2 separate regions of the Rattus norvegicus genome follow, and region 1 is linked to region 2. A link is a contact called in public Hi-C data. All regions are on one chromosome and are shown on one strand. Each heading gives the region's core, a stretch centred on a gene start, on an enhancer-like site or on the middle of the called end of the contact. The rest is flanking DNA. Distances are from core to core; before and after follow the strand shown.

Region 1 (4,856 bases), core at 2,225-4,724, 39 kb after region 2:
GTTACCTCTCCCTGCAGTGAACCTGCTGCCTTCATCCTCATAGCACCCACACACGCAGATTATAAATTATGTAGATTATTGTTTCTGGCAAGAGAGCTGTGCTCCACATTGTAGTGGAGACCTGCCGTTTACTCCTCTTCACGTCCCCTTTCTAGGAATGGATTTCTCTGCCATTGGATTAGGGGTGTGTGTGTGTGTGTGTGTGTGTGTGTGTGTGTGTGTACTGGGCATGAAACTTACCGAATTTAGGACCAATGCATGCTAAGTGCACTCTCTACCACACTGAGTTTCACTGCAGAAGTGCCTGGTTAGATTTTTTTTTAATTTTAATTACATTTATTGATTGATGGATTGCGTGTATATGTGTGAATGTGTATGGGCCATGACATAGGTGAGAAGACAGCTTGCAGGATTCGGTTCTTTCCTTCAACTGTGCAAGTTCCAGGGACTGAAGTTAGATCATCAAGCTTGAACATCTCTAAGCCAGTGGTTCTCAACTGTAGCTTGAGGCCCCTTCTGCAAAGCTCTGTCTCCAAAAATAATTACCTTGTAGTTCATAACAGTGGCCAAAACACAGTTATAAAGTAGCAACAAAAATGACTTTATGGGCTGGAGAGATGGCTCAGCGGTTAAGAGCACTGATTGCTCTTCCCAGAGGTCCTGAGTTCAAATCCCAGCAACCACATGGTGGCTCACAGCCATCTGTAATGGGATCTGATGCCCTCTTCTGGTGTACATGAAGACAGCTACAGTGTACTCATAAAAATAAATAAATCTTTTAAAAAAAGACTCTAAAAAAAAAAGACTTTATGGTTGGGGGGTCAGCACAACATGAGGAACTGTACAAAAGGGTCATGGTGTTAGGAGGGTTGAGAGCTATCGCTCTCTAAACCATCTTGCTGGTCCAAGATTAGTTTTTGGGTTCATTTTCCACATCAAAACCTCTATAATTCTGTTACCATTTCCTCCTCCCAGAGCTAGTTTTAGCAGGAGTGATGTCTCACGCCTGTAATGCTAACACTCATGAGGCTGGGACAGGATTGTGAGTTCTAGGTCAGCCTGTACTAGGTGGTCAGTAGGCAGCGCCGTAGAGGGAGTCCCTCAGCAAACCGGAAGCTAAAGAAGGCCACAAGCTAGTTTTATGTGTTGGGAAGGCAGACAGATAATGTTCTGGGGGTTTTGTGTTTTTGGTTTTGTTTGGTTTTGGTTTTTGGGTTTTTGGGGGGAGTACAATATTTGAAACAGGGTATCTCTGTCTAACAGCCCTGGCTGTCTCAGAACTTAGAGAGATCTGCCTGCTTCTACCTCCTATGTGCTGGGATTAAGATGTGAGCCACCACTACCTGGCAGGAAGACACACAGTGTGACTTTCGGAATTCCAAGCAGGTTATTCAGACCCAGTTTACTTCTCCATACCTTAAATCCCACCATGGGACAGGCATTCCTCTCTGGTATGGTATTATTTCTCAGATGCGGGGACAAACTCATCAAGACAGGATGTGGAGTCAGCGGCCTACCCAGTTAGATCTCAGTGGGACCCTCCACTCACTCTCGGTGTGACCTCAGGCCGTGAGGTGATTTCTGTCAGTTCTCAGTGAAATGGGTGATGTGTGTAAGTCAGTGGCATCTTGCTGTGTGCCAGTTAGTGCCGTTTTCATATGCATACATTTGCAGACTATGTAGACCGAAAGGGCTGACATCAGCTCACAAGGAAACCGGACTTCAGTTTGGGCTCAGATGCCTCACTTCAGATGCCTTATATGAGAGGCTTCTTACTGGTGGTATGAAGTCACCGGATGCCCAGGGACAGCATTTGAGGTGAGGCTGGGAGAGAGGAGGGGAGGTCGGGTGGTCCTCACCACTTGGCTTAGTAAGTGAAGGAATTGTCAGCTTGTAGGGAGAGTAAGCAGTATGGTGGACACTTCCAAATGAACTCCTGCTGGACTGCCTGATGAGTGTCCTGTGTTCTCGTACTTTCCATGCCTCGTAGCAGAGAATGTTACTTCTTGGCCCGTCATACTTGAACCACAGAAGGATGCAAAATAACATCTGTTTTCATTAAATGCGCCTTTCCTTTCTCTTAGATTACATGAAGCAGACCACATTCGAAGCCCAAGCCTTTTTGGAAGCTGTGCAGTTCTTCCGGCAGGAGAAGGGTCACTACGGCGCCTGGGAAGTGATTACTGGAGATGAAGTCCAGGTACTGTGGGGCTCGGAGTTATGGTTCCTCTCTACCTGTGTGGTGGTGGTCAGGACCATTCAACGAACAGTCCACAGGAAGTTGCACGAATAGAAGCCGGGGTTTCCGAGGCGTTTCCCTGAGCCGTCTAAAAGCATCAGTCAGTGAGCAGTGGGGTACCCATGAAGACCACCAGACCTGGCCTTCTTCGGTAGGGCAGCCCACAATGCTCCTGTTAAGTTGCTAACTCTGAAAAAGCAGAAGTTTGCTCACAATGATGAACGTGGCTTTGGTGTTCTGGAGTATGAGCCAAAGGCGTCCATGTTGAGTATGTTTGTTTTAACACATCCACACATGTAGTCCCGACCCAAGAACACTTCAGAATTTCAAACAGTTCTTAGTGTCCCATATTTTGCAGAAGTGTATCCATTTAAAACGTTGAGAAGTTGAAATATTTACAATACTTTTAAGCACCAAAAAAAACCCAAAAGCGTAAGAAACGGAAGCATTTGATTCCGCCTGGCCCAGCAAATAGACAGCACAGTTAATACTTAGCAGATATTTAGCACAGAGACCTGTATTAAAATGTTCTTGTGTGGTACTTTGTAATGTTCAAATCTTAAGTGTGTCTTGGCTGTCTTACAGACGGGGAGGGGCAGTTTGTATGAGGGAACTGGGAGGCACAGAGCAGCTAAGTGACTTCTGCACTCAGTAACTTTTTTCATCTTCTGCCTAAGCCACTTGCTTCATATTTTCCTTCGCTTAAAATCTTTATTTTTTTAAATTTACTTTTGTATGTATTGGTGTTTTGCCTGCATGTGTGTCTGTGTGAGAGTGTTGGATCCCTGGACCTGGAGTTACTGACAATTGTGTGCTGCCCTGTGGGTGCTGGGAATTGAACTATGATCCTCTTGAAGAACAGCCAGTGCTCTTAACCACTGAGCCATCGCTCCAGTCCCTCACTTAAAGTCTTTTTTTTTTCTTTTTTCGGAGCTGGGGACCGAACCCAGGGCCTTGTGCTTGCTAGGCAAGTGCTCTACCACTGAGCTAAATCCCCAACCTCTCACTTAAAGTCTTAATTGTATATTAGTTCACATTTCTTTATGCTGAAAACAAAAAATTTAGTAGATCTTTTCTGGGGTGGAGTGTTTCTGTGTGTGTGTGTGTGTGTGTGTGTGTGTGTGTGTGTGTGTGTGTGTGTGTCCTTTAGGCTAACACGTGCTAAGTGCTACATAAAGTGCAAAAGAGCTGAATGACTCTTTTTATATCGCTCTCTTAGTAGTGATGACTCACACAAGTATGGCAGGCCTTCATGGTGATGGTTATTTTAGGCAGAGGTCCAGGCAGAGCAGTGTCTCGGAATAACTTTCCTGACAGGCTGTTAAGGTGAAAAATATTTGTGTGCTTGGTAAAAGCATCAATGCATTTCCTCCTTGTCAATATGAGCTACGAGCACTATCAGATGAACTCGTGAGAAAAAACAATCTGCCAAAAACGTCAAGTAGCTGCAGATAAAGGGTGTGTTTATTTGCCTTTAAATTAGCCAGGTGGGTGAGAACCATTCATGCTGCTTGGTTCTAAGACCAGAAAAGTTCCCACGTTTGAGGGCTTGTCTATTCCTTCTAGACTTGTCTTCATTCAAAACATCTTGAATGCAGCCCTTTAAATGGATACACTCAACTTCAGTGCTTCAGTAACCAAGGGACCTGGGGCCAAGGGTCCAGTCAGACATGGGGGTCTGCCTTTGGGAGGGGCATTCTTCCTCAGCCTTATACCTTCTTACAACTCCCAGTCTGAGAGGAAGCACAGTGTGTGCCCTTGGGGCATAGCGGTGGGACCTCAGTGGGTGTTCTCGGTGGGACCTTAGCGGGCGTGCTCCGTTGATTTGAGTTCTGTTGTTTTGGGGACCAGGGTCTGGGCGTGTAGCTCAGGCTAGCCTCAAGCTCTTGTCCTACCTCCCTTAGTTTCCTTAGTCGTTAATAAGGCATACAACACCATACCCTGCTTGCTTTGTTCATTTTGATCAAACTGATAGCATATTTGGTTTCTTTTTCTTTTTTTTTTTTTTCTGAGCTGGGGACTGAACCCAGGGCCTTGTGCTTGCTAGGCAAGCGCTCTACCACTGAGCTAAATCCCCAACCCGCATATTTGGTTTCTTATGTGTGTGATAAAATGTTCATCTCCACTTCCCAGCAGTTCAAATATATTTATGTATTTGATTAGTTACTTTCCCTCAAAAGGCCACAGGCTTCTCTCTTGCTTATGGAGAGCTAGCCTGGACCAGGGCAGGTAACACCAGAGTGGATGGAGAGAGACAAAGCAGTGTCAGGATGGGAGGGAGCTGAAGTTAGTTAATGAGGAAGGTGGTGTTGGTGTGAGATGGCATGGTACCCCAGGCTCTGTCAGCCTCAGGCCTCTCCCCCCAAGCCCCCTTGTAGCCTCTCTTCCCCCTCTTTCTTTTTTTCCCAGACATATTTTATTCTCAAGTCCCTGAACTGTAAAATAGAAGCAAATTTCTTGGAACATCATGTGGGAAAGAGCAGAGGCGAACTGTAAGCCCACCCAGATGGAATGTTGGTTTTCTTTGGCCTTTGTGTATAACATTTGGGTCTTCTCACATCGATTCACACTCATGCTCAAAACCCATCCAATCTCTGCTGAGGGACAAATGCAGAGA
Region 2 (4,181 bases), core at 204-2,703:
TTGCATGCATTTCTTTCTTTTCTTCCTTTCTTTCCTCACCCCCTCCCCCCAAGCCCCTGCCTCTCTACAGTCTGTGTAGACTTTACTGTCTGCAACTTACGCTGTAGACCAGGCTGGCCTTGGACTCACCTACCTCTGCCTCTCTTGTGCTAGGGTTAAAGGTATGCACCACCACCTCCCAGCTATAGTAGATGTATTTCCAACTTACAGTGGACCCCACTGTAAGGCAAAGAACATCTGCATGGGTGTGGGGCTGAGGACACACTAAGTAAGCACTTTGTCCAGTCCTGAGCAATACCTCAGGCTTGTACAGAATTTTAAGTCTGTTTTGCAGGAGAGATTTCCTGAGCTGAGTCACAGTCAAAAGTGCCCCCACCACGCACACTACAGCTAATTTTAATATACAGGAATTTTCATGTTTGGCGATGTCTATCAGTGCCACTGAGTGACAGCCACTGGTGCTGCATCTCAGCAGTTCTTGGTTGGTTTGTACATACGTATGTATGCATGTATGTATGTTCATATGTATGTGTGTATATGTATGTATGCATGCATGTATGTTTGTATGTATATATGTATGTTCATGTGTATTTGTATATATGTGTGTATATGTATGTATGTTTGTTTGTATGTGTTTGTATGTGTGTATGTGTATATGTGTGTGTATGCATGCATGCATGCATGTATATATATCTGTGTACATGTATGTGCATGTATCATGGCATACATGTGGAGATCCGATGGTAATTTGAGGAGTCTGTTCTTTCTGGCTATCATTCTGGTTTTAGGGCTTAAACTCATTTTGTAAGGGTTGGTAGCAAGTGTCCTTACTGGGTGAACCGCCTTGCCAGATCCTAATTCTTGACTTTAATGCATGTGTCAATAGAGGCTAATAAAAAAAAGTCATAACTCCATTTTGCTACAGCAACTCCAAGTAATATAATATGGGCTCTTAACTAGAGCCTTATGAAAACGATTCCCTTATTAGTATTGTGCCTGTGTCTTTAATATTTTAGAGTCAGATTCTTGCCGGGCACTAGCTCAGTTTTCAATATACTTAGAACCTCTTGGGTCTTGGTCTAGTGAGAACACACAGCTGGCCCAGAACGCAGGAAATACAAAGTTTCACTGAGCAGAGAATGTGTTCTGCCGAGTCAAAAGGGACTTGCTACATTCCCCATTCCTTGTACATAATAGGAGTTTCTCTGGGGAGTTTTGGATGGTGTGGAGCCTGCATTTAGACACCATTTATGGAAGGTCTGAGTCAATCAGATCCCAGCTCTGCTCTCTAGGATGTTGTCAAGGCATGAAGACAATGAAGCCTAGTTATATTTCTGGTCTGTGGCATATTCTTCGAACCAAAGACCATTTGTTCCCCACTGGGTCTCTGCGCTGACAACTGGGCATAGGCCATCATAGCACGACAAAGAGCAATCCTCAGTTGTTGCAGGCCAATGAGATCATGGGGCTTTCCCATCTTGCCCCATCCCCTGATTTTTCCCCTTGTGTTTGATGGCACAATGTACCACTGTTTTTACTGAATCACTTTTTCTGTCCCAAGTCCCTACCTATTATTCATTGTGTAGTCTTGAATAAACCATTAAGAGGTTTTCTCAAGCTGCCAGTTCACTGTATTTGCCAGAGTTGTTCCCAGGGGCTATAAAACACTGCCTGTGACCAGGGCCTGAGCCTCGGAGCAGGACTGTTTGCTGTTGTCATTGCTCCATTGACTCTAAGGCCACCACACAGCTCTACTGAGAACTGGGTCCTAGATATTTGAGTGAAGTCAGCTGCTGTTGACCCCACAGCAGCTTCTTGAGATGTGTTCCAGTGCTCAGCTTAGCCCACTTGTCCCAGAAATGTTGGATCCAAATCACTCTAGATATTCATATCCATGAATTCCAAATCCAGATGCACTTCTGTTGCATCTAAGAGGCACGTATATTTAACTTTGACAAAGGTCCCATCTACACGCTCTTGTATACTATGGCTGTCAGATGACAGGTGAGGACAGTTGGAGGATCTGTGTTCCTTCGTTTTACCAAGGAGCTCAGAGTACGTGGATACAAGATGATCTCACAAAATTAATCTTTACAGGACATCCCATTCCAACTCAGTTACGGCATGGCGTTTGTGTACAGTAGCTGCTGCAGATTCCGCACTGCAGTCCCTGACCACGGGGGGTGCCACAGGGTGAGATTTGTATTTCCAAGATGTGTGGAGGCAGCTTTCTTCTCCAAGACTCAGTACCATGCTCCTTCACAAACACAGAGCTAAACACAGGCTGTGTGGATGATGGTCATTGTTAGTGTGTACCTGCTTCTCCAACTCTGGAGATGCAGGAGAGAGGGGCCATGTTCCTGGCAGGATGGATAGGATAATTGCGAGCTGAGTAGCAACACAGATTATGGACCACTAGAGGAACTGAAGGAATTCTGTGAGCTAGAGAGCATGGATGAACAAGAGGAAATGAGGGAGGATGACGAGATAGACTGGATCCAGCTGGAAAGGGGCTTTATATTATAGATTAAGAATGTGGACCTCCCCCCAAGAATTGTAAGCCCGTAAGTGACAGGATCCTTGCTAACTATCAAGGGGGTCAAGGTGACTGCAGCACAAGTGGCATAGGTGGGAGGCTAACATTTTGTGGTGCCAGGAGGTCACAGGAAGTTTGGGCAGGAAACAACAGTTGGCTGTAGGCTGCACCAGGCAAGGGCATGAATTAATGACAAAAGTCATCATTAGAGAGGCATCATTCTTGCCCTGAATTATTTGGGGAGAAAAGAGAACATGGAATAAACACCATGGAGTAGACACTGCATGGGTGGTGATTCGGTAATAGATGTGAATGCTGGCAGCTTCCTTCAACAGTGCTGTGCTAGCCCGAAGGATGCTGCATTGACCTGGAGGACAGCCAGGACCTCCACTAAGCAAAGTGCCTGTGTTTATTCACATCATCGGGAATACTCAGGGAGAGGGGACTGTAGAATATCTGGGAAATATGAGGGCAATGGGTTGAAAACACCCAGAAGAACCCAGAGGATTTAGGCTAAGAGAACACAATGATATAACTCAGGCCACCCTTGTGACCTCCAAGGGCTTTGGTGGTGGTCGAGCCAGGCTGAATGTGACGTTATAAAGCAACTGCATTTTAGATTTGCTTCCTTTGTCAGTGTTGTATGCCCCAAGCTCTTATCTAGAACTCCCCTGTGAAATCAAACTCTTTTATTAGATTTGATTTTGACATTTCACATTTTTAGGTGTTCAATACACGTTGCTGAGTTAAATTGGATTTCAGAACAGAAAAAGACTTTACAATTCAAATGAGATGCAGCCAATCCCTTTGCTGTGTTTATTTCGGCATGGTGTTTTACATTTTCCAGCACTCTTGGTGCACATCTCGGGTTTATTTTCACTGACTTAATGTCTACGCACAGTCTAGAGATACCTACAGGGCAAGTTTATTGCTCGAGAGACTGTCTGGTCTGGGCACCAATCAATTCTAACTGAAAATACAGAGTGAGTTTTATTAGGTAATCAATGAGGACATACTTGTGAATTTGTGTCAGCCATGTTTATAAACAAACAGATCCAGGAGTTAGAAAATTCTAACTTATGCCTAATCATTTTTGGTCAGTGTACTTCAAATAAACAATATTGGGAGAAACCAAATTAGAAAACAATCAAACAAAACTTTTGGTGGGGGGTGTTGACACAGGGTGTCTCTGTGTAGCCCTGACTATCCTGGAACTTATTACATAGATCAGGCTGGCCTTGAACCTACAGAGATCCACTTTCCTCTGCCAGCCAAGTGCTAGGATTCAAGATGTGTGCCCACCACTTCCTGGCTTTCCCCCCCCCCTTAATTTTATGTGCATTGGTGTTTTGCCTGCATGTATGTCTGTGTGAGGGTGTCAGATCTTGGTTACAGTTATAAACTGCCATGTGGGTGCTGGGATTTGAACCTGGATCCTCTGGAAGATCAATCAGTGTTCTTAACTACTGAGCCATCTCTCCAGCCAAAACACAATTTTTACAAATAGCACTTTGAATGCTTTGACTTGCAATCACACAGCTGTGAACCTCCAAAACACAGACACAGACACAGACACAGACACACACATACACACACACACACACACACACACACACACACACACACACAGACACACACGCACCCA

The links. Hi-C and Micro-C count contacts between places; a contact is called where the count stands out from the background.
Region 1: a contact with region 2 is called in a Hi-C map of the Rat2 cell line, with 2.0 times the contacts expected there. The contact joins two enhancer-like sites. A contact is called at or near these places in 2 of 12 Hi-C or Micro-C datasets (the Rat2 cell line and mammary epithelial cells).

Annotation. Positions count from the first base shown.
Region 1 is chr13:66,343,472-66,348,327 of GRCr8, forward strand. It overlaps Niban1 (niban apoptosis regulator 1), which reads left to right. Exons shown (of 14, transcript NM_022242.2): 6 at 2,085-2,200. Among named protein-coding and RNA genes, the nearest start is that of Edem3, 63 kb to the right of the region's middle. Within about 2 kb of position 3,475, at least 6 of the 93 cell types and tissues checked have an H3K27ac peak or open chromatin away from gene starts, as enhancers often do.
Region 2 is chr13:66,306,533-66,310,713 of GRCr8, forward strand. All of the region lies in intron 5 of Niban1 (niban apoptosis regulator 1), which reads left to right. Among named protein-coding and RNA genes, the nearest start is that of Niban1, 84 kb to the left of the region's middle. Within about 2 kb of position 1,454, at least 36 of the 93 cell types and tissues checked have an H3K27ac peak or open chromatin away from gene starts, as enhancers often do.